2 separate regions of the Macaca fascicularis genome follow, and region 1 is linked to region 2. The links are chromatin contacts, called in public Hi-C maps. All regions are on one chromosome and are shown on one strand. Each heading gives the region's core, a stretch centred on a gene start, on an enhancer-like site or on the middle of the called end of the contact. The rest is flanking DNA. Distances are from core to core; before and after follow the strand shown.

Region 1 (3,765 bases), core at 915-3,414, 140 kb after region 2:
TACAGATGGTCACACCAAAGGTCTAGCTCCCAATGTGTTAGCACTGGAAAAGAAGCCAAAGGTATTCTAGCCCCTCGATTTTTATTTCGGTTAGGAAAACTGAGGCGAAGGAGGCTCACTCTAACCTAGAGTGAGGGAGGGAAGGTGGCTTACTCTAACCCAGTGCTTCTCACTCTCATTGCAACATACTCTCAAATCTCCTGGGGATCTTGTTAAAATGCAGATTGACTCAGAAAGCCTGGGGCCCTAACTGAGATATGTGGACTCGACTTTTTTTTTTTTTTTTTTTTTTTTCTAGGCGAGGTCTCACGGTCATTCAGGCTAGAGTGTAGTGGTGTGATCATGGCTCACTACAACCTCAAACTCCCAAGCTCAAGCGATCCTCCCACCTCAGCACCCTGAGTAGCTGGGACCACAGGTGCACCCCACCATGCCCAGCTAATATTTTTGATATTGTGAAGACAGGTCTAGCTATGTGGCCCAGGCTGGTCTCAAACTCCTGGCCTCAAGCAGTCCTCCCATCTCAGCATCCCCAAGTGCTGAGATTACAGGCACGAGCCACGGCACCTGGCCAAGTGGACCCCACTTTAGGTGGCAAGGGCCTGGTGGGTTTGGAGCCTTGTGAGTGCCCTGACCCTCAACCTGTGGGCTAAGCCCCTCCCAAGACCCCAGATGAAGGCCACAGTCAGTGACTGCTCGGCTAAGGGATGGCTAGCGCCCGGTGCGTGCTCCACCTTAGTGCGGGCTGCCTTGGGTGGTTCCCCAGAGGGCTGGAGTCGTGCACCTTGTTAATAAATCACACTCTCATGAGAGGTATGTATGGCATCTTATCAGGGAATTCACCTCTGAACCTCAGACTGTCTGGAAAGTTACCTGGCAAGCTACGGCCCTCAGGCCACCCAAAGCCAGCAGGCTGGGGTGGTGTAGTCGCATCAGAGGGACCTTGGGCCATGAGGCATCTGGGGGGCAGAGGGGGTCATTCTGAGGAGCTAAAGCCTGCGTAAAGCCTCACATCCAGGGGACAGGCATGCCTGCCACACACTCCATGTTTGTTTATTGAACACACTGCCAGGGTTCAGGACATACCACCCCGAAATATGGCACCTTGGCATTTGAGAAAACAGCAGAAGCAGGAAGGCCTCACTCACCTTCCTTTCGCCCAAATCCCCTGAAGTAGGACCATGAGGCCATAAGGCCCATCCTTACCTCTGAAGACACAGGGACAGAGAGAAGAATCTGAACAGGCCTGGCCAACTCTCCCCAGTTTATTACCCCTTCCCCCTTTAGCCAATCACTTCTCCACAATGCCCACTCTTCACGAAACCAACGCATAAAAATACATGTCCCCATTTCTTTGGGTCTTCATTTCTGAAGGTCCCTGTGTCATGTAAAATTTACATGAACTAAATTTGTGTGCTTTTCCCTTGTTGACCTGTCTTTTGTTATAGGGGTCCTAGCCATGAACCCAGCAATGGGTGAGGAAAGGTTCTAGTTTTCTACTTTTTCTCCCCTGCACAATGCTACCGTTCTTTTTTTTTTTTTTTTTTTTTTTTGAGATGGAGTCTCCCTCTGTCGCCCAGACTGGAGTGCAGTGGTGCGATCTCGGCTTACTGCAACCTCTGCCTCCCGGGTTCAAGCAATTCTGCTGTCTCAGCCTCCCAAGTAGCTGGGACTATGGTGCGCTCCACTACGCCCAGCTAATTTTTGTATTTTTAGTAGAGATGGGGTTTCACCATGCTGGCCAGGATGGTCTCGATCTCTTGACCTCGTGATCCACTCGCTTGGGCTTCCCAAAGTGCTGGGATTACAGGCGTGAGCCACCGCGCCTGGCCCGGAATGCTACCGTTCTAAGTCCAGAACTTACCCGGTAGTCTTCATGGCAACTCCTCGAAAAGGTCCTGTTGATGGTCATCATTTCCATTATACACGTGGGGAAACTGAGGCACACGACGGTGACGCAGCTGGTTCAGCTTACTAGGCATGAGGTGACAGGCTGAGGTTCAGCCCAGGTATCGCGGCTGGAGACGGTGTGCCTGGGCCCCTCCACCGCCACTCGCCGCGGAGACTCCCCTCTGGGAGCGCCCCCCAATTAGCAATGTCTCCCCCACTGTACTGCGCGGGCACAGAGCAGGAGCTTTGTGGACAGGCCTGACTGGCTGCTGAGTGGGACGTGGAGGCTGCCCCGCTGCAGACGGCACCCGCCACCCCCGCCGCAAACCTTTGCTCCGAGACTGGCGGGCGCTGGCCCTGGAGCGCGGGGCGGCCTCGGCCGGGCCGGGACTGCGGCGGCCTCTGCTGGCGGCGCTCAGTACTGCAGGAGGCGCCGAGGGTCCGGGAGCCCCCGAAGCCGGGAGGGGCGCCCCCGAGGCAGGTCCGCCGCGCTGCCGAGGCTCACTGCACCGCAGCTCCCGCACGCCCGCCTCCCGGGGTGGGCGGCAGCCTCGCTGGGACCCCTCCGCAGCAGTCGGTCCCGCTTGCCTAGAGCCCGATCGCTACACCTGTCTTCCCGCAGGTCATCTCTCAAGACGCCGCCCGCGCTCCGGGAAGAGCCGGGCACAGGAGGACGCCGCGGCTGCCCTGCGCCCACGCCCGCCCGCGGCCCCTCGGGACCGGAAACCAGCCCAACCTGGGGCACTGTCAGGCAGCCCGGTCCCTCGTGGGCCCTGCCACTAAGGCCCTGGGACGCCTGCCTGTGACACTTGCCAGCCCTCATCCGTTCCCCGGGCCGAAATCTCAGAGGGCAGAGGCTGCCCCCCCTGGAAACCAGCCCCAGAACATCAGGGCCGCGCGCGCTGTGGGCGGCAGGCCAGGCGCGGAGGGGCCAAACAGGGCAGCGCCGGGGGCTTTTGCACAAGGCACCCCTCTGCCAGCCTCACGGCCCAGCCATGCCACCCCCGTGAAGCCGGTGTGCTGGCCCACAGCAGCGCTCTGCACAGCAGCCCCAGCCTGGAAACAGGCGAATGTCCACTGTCGGGGCAGCTGCACAGCTCAGATCCCCAGGAATGCAGGGCCCCTTCCCCGGAGGCCAAGGCCAGTGTCCCCCCCACACCCAGTCCAGGCCTATGCTTCCCCGGGTCTGCCGCCTAAGCAGCCCTGTCCCTGATCTCTGTCTCAGAGGCTGCTCCCGGCCCAGCTCCCCACGCCCATCAGCAGGACCTGAACTGCCACATATGCACGCCATGGAATACTGTGCCAGTGAAAACCAATTACTGCTGCCTGCACCCACGTGGATAAACCTCACCGCCGTGAGGCTGATGTAAAGGAAGACCCAAGAGCACCGCGTGTTGCCACTCATAGGAGGTTCAGGCAAAACCCATCCTTGGTGTTTGAAGCAGGACAAGGCTCCCTTTGGGAGCTGGTGATTGGCAGGGACACGGGAAGCCTGTGGGGAGCTGGAAACGTCCTGCACCTTGATCATGGTCACACCGGTGCGTAGACGCACAAACAAATCCTTCCAGTCGGACCCTCAAATCATACGTAGATCGCGTCTTCGTGTTATGCTGGCTAAGCCCTTCCAGCCCTAACAGTGTCACTCTAGCGGAGCATCCCCACTGCCTGGGACAGGACCGGCTCTGGAGGCTGGAGGGCTTGACCAGCACTGCCGCCCGGTGGCCGGCAGCGGAACTGACCACGGCCTAGTGCCCTGGAGGGAACGGGCCACAAAGGCTCCGCCCGGACTGCACCTGTGCCCTAGGCGCCGCCCTCAGCCACCCAGCCAGCCTGCACCACCAGCACCCAACAACTCTGGGGGTCCAGCAAGCCCTC
Region 2 (3,799 bases), core at 992-3,491:
CCGAGACGGGCGGATCACGAGGTCAGGAGATCGAGACCATCCTGGATAACACGGTGAAACCCCGTCTCTACTAAAAAATACAAAAAACTAGCCAGGCGAGGTGGCGGGCGCCTGTAGTCCCAGCTACTCGGGAGGCTGAGACAGGAGAATGGTGTAAACCCGAGAGGCGGAGCTTGCAGTGAGCCGAGATCGCAGCCACTGCACTCCAGCCTGGGTGACAGAGCCAGACTCCGTCTCAAAAAAAAAAAAAAAAAAAAAAAAAAACATGCAACCCTTTGGTCAGGTGCAGTGCTTGACGCCTGTAATCCCAGCACTTTGGGAGGCCGAGGTGGGCGGATCACCTGAGGTCAGGAGTTCAAGACCAGCCTGGCCAACATGGCGAAACCCTGTCTCTACTAAAAATACAAAAATTAGCCGGGCACGGTGGCGAGCACCTGTAATCCCAGCTACTCAGGAGGCGGAGGCAGGAGAATCACTGGAACCCGGGAGGTGGAGGTTGCAGTGAGCAGACATCACGCCACTGCACTCCAGCCTGGGTGACAGAACGAGACACCATCTCCAAAAAAAAAAAAAAGAAGTATAACCCTTCTCAAAAAAAAAAAAGGACAACCCTTCATACATTGTATGAGACTATTATATAATAGGATTTTGACTAGTTTTTCATCTCTCAAATGCATTTTCCTTTTCTAACTAGAGAAACAAGCTCTAACAGAATCTACTGCCGTTGACTATCAACCAATTATAACAAAACTGGAAAAGAAGATATAGCACAAAGTGGAGATAATGTATTAACTCATTTCAAACATACTTTAATCAAACTAAGCCCATGAATTTTGGAAACATCATCATAGGAAAGCGAGCAAGACACCAAGATATTCAAGATCAAAAGATAATGGTGAGGTAAAGGTAAGTTTTGAAATGCGTCCCCAAGAAATATTTAAGAAAAGAAAAAAAGAAAAAAAATGCAAAATAAGAAAAAAAACTGTCTTTCATACCATGGATGCTTAAATTAGTTTGTAACAACAAAATAGGTAAGAAGTGGACAAGAGTAAAGGGAAAAAATAGGGGTAGAAAGTTAGTAATGGAAAAAAAAAAAAAAAGAAAAAGAATTACTGGGACATAGGAATAGCAAGGGTCTTGAAAATACCCTGAAGAAAAGTAAGATCTGTCTATGGACTAGAAACACACATGTAAGAAAAAGGTACCAATAAGTTATTTTCCACTTCAGGTACACTTTTTAAGGCCAAAAAAATCTTTAAACTCTCCTGTTCTGTTTTTACCTTCACTAAACCGTTTTAATGCCACTGATCTTACACCAAGCATTCCGGCCAAAATGCTGCTCGAATGTTAAAGAGAAGAGACTTTGGATCTGAAGGAAAAAATAGTATTCCCTTAGCACTCACTTGGCTCTTCTTTCCTCCTGCATCTGCGGTTTGGTCCGTTGAGCCTTGTCTCCCATACGTGTGCCCTCCAGCTTCCCAACAAGGGACAGCACCTCTCCTGTGGGTTCATCCCGGCGGGTCCGGTCAATGAGAGAGCGGTCAGCTTGGAGCACAAGATTTGAGTTCTGAAAAGATCAAAACATTATTGAAGCTTTGACATGAGCAGGGCCAGTTCCTACTATCACAGTTACCCCAGCTGATGGAAGAATCGTAGTAGCTAGTTGCTTATAATCGCTAATCGTAATAATGATATTTTCCTTAAGAACTGCATGGTATGACGCTGTGCAGAAGCATAGAGCTGAATAAGTCTTACGGCCTGTCGAATCAGCTAAGCAATTCTTGTTCCTAACAGTGCCCATCATAACCCACATCTGGGAAAAGTGGTGAGTGGGTTGGGAGTGAAGTGTGGAAGGGGGCGGGCTTAGCGTTGAAGGGACTCGAGAAACTCCTCCTAGAGAGATCTTAGCACTCCCCAGACCCCCGTAGGTTACTCACGTCATCAAATAACCCCCACCTTCACCGCGATTCCACTTCCCCTCCGTTTTCGTGGCTCTCCTGGAGGCCTTCAGACTGAAACTCTCTTTTTCAGCCTCCCCCTCCCCACTGGACTCCTGAGCCTGGAATCCTCCCACGAGCCCAAACGTACCGCCTTGTACTCGTACTGCAGACTACGGGCGGTTACATCCGCCATGGCCGCGGCTGCTTGGAGACTTCAGGCCTCCACGCCCCCCAGCCGCACGCTGCAAACGGCCGTGGACCTCCGCTCCCGCCGCGCCGGTACGACGCAGGAAAGACGCACTGGGGGAAGGAAAAGAAACGGGCTCCCTTCCGCTTCCGGGTCGCGCCCCGGAAGTGTGGGCGGGGCGTGTCCCTGGCGTATGCGCGGGGCTTCCCGCAGCCCTCTGAGTGGGATGTGTGGGCCTGGTGCATTTGGGTCCCCGAATCCCTAGACCCGCGCACTCTGGTTCCGGCCGCCCGCAGGCCCCAAGGACCCAGGGCCCGTGCTCTCCCCGACCTCAGTCTCCAGCCCCCCGGCACCCCTCACATCGTAACGAACGTACGGCCGCTTAGCCCCTGTCCCGTCCCAAGACCTTTCCTTCCGCTTCCTTCCTCTTTGGCAACAGTCCCATGAGGTAGGCAGGAAAAGAGGGCCTGAAAAGTCCCGTTTCCGTTTGAGGTAACGAAAGCACCCAGCGAGCGAGGTCACGTGCGCGTGTGTCTGTGTCTGCGTGTTTTAATGATTGGCGTCTTGCTTTGGGTTTCTCTTCTGTGTTGAACAATTGAAAAAGAAAGCTGCTGTCCCCCACCCGTCCCAGCTAAACCGGTGGCCCCAAGACCCTCGTTCTCACCCAGCGGAACGAACAGGGCCGGGGCCCCCGTCCGCTCCCAGTTGTCGGTGACATTCTATGGTAGGGCCCTGTCTGCCGCCCGGGGAAACCGGTGCAGGCAGGGCCAGAGAACAACAGGCTGGATGTGGTGGCTCATGCTTGTAATCCCAGCACTTTAGGAGGCTGAGGAAAGAGGATTGCTTGAGGCCGGGAGTTTGAGACCAGCTTGGGTAACATAGTGAGGCCCTGTTTCTTCAAACAATAAAAAAGTAGCCAGGCCTGGTAGTGTGTGCCTGTAGTCCCAACAACTTGGAAGGCTGAGGCAGGAGGATTGCTTGAGCCCAGGACTTCAAGGCTGCAGCAAGCTAGGATTGTGCCAGTGTACTCCAGCCTGACCCACATAGCAAGACTCTTCCCCCACAAAATGAAAACAATTTTTTAATTAAAAAGATAGAAAAGAAAAATGACAGCCATGCTTCCTCACTCTGGGGAAGGGGCTCGGGGAAACTTCCTGGGCCAACTTGTTGAAAATGGGGGAAGGGGTCTAGTCCCAGCACTTTGGGAGGCCAAGGCGGGCGGATCACAAGGTCAGGAGATCGAGACCATCCTGGCCAACATAGTGAAACCCCATCTCCACTAAAAATAGAAAAAAATAAGCTGGATGTGGTGGCACGGGCCTGTAATCCCAGCTACTCGGGAGGCTGAGGCAGGAGAATCACTTGAACCAGGGAGTCAGAGGTTGCAGTGAGCTGAGATCGTGCCATTGCACTCCAGCCTGGCGACAGAGCCAGATTATATCTCAAAAATAAATAAATAAATAAAGAATTTTATAGTGTATAGTTTTTGTCTCTCTAAAGTTGTTTTTAGACAATTTTTTTGGAAACAGGGTCTGGCTGTGTTGCCCAGGCTGTAATGCAGTGACACAGTTTCAGCTCACTGTAGCCTCGACTTCTCCTGGGCTCAAACCATCCTCCCGCCTCAGCCTTCCCAGTAGCTGGGACTACAGGTGTGCACCACCACACCCAGCTA

What was found. A called contact is a pair of places that touch in the nucleus more often than the background predicts.
Region 1: a contact with region 2 is called in a Hi-C map of liver, with 2.5 times the contacts expected there. The contact joins the promoter of NEURL3 here to the promoter of SNRNP200 in region 2. A contact is called at or near these places in 2 of 2 Hi-C or Micro-C datasets (liver and skeletal muscle).

The regions. Positions count from the first base shown.
Region 1 is chr13:1,526,879-1,530,643 of T2T-MFA8v1.1, forward strand. It overlaps NEURL3 (neuralized E3 ubiquitin protein ligase 3), which reads right to left and starts at 2,165. Exons shown (of 4, transcript XR_012421868.1): 1 at 1,865-2,165.
Region 2 is chr13:1,387,875-1,391,673 of T2T-MFA8v1.1, forward strand. It overlaps SNRNP200 (small nuclear ribonucleoprotein U5 subunit 200), which reads right to left and starts at 2,242. Exons shown (of 45, transcript XM_005574983.5): 1 at 2,089-2,242; 2 at 1,404-1,567. The coding sequence starts at 2,133.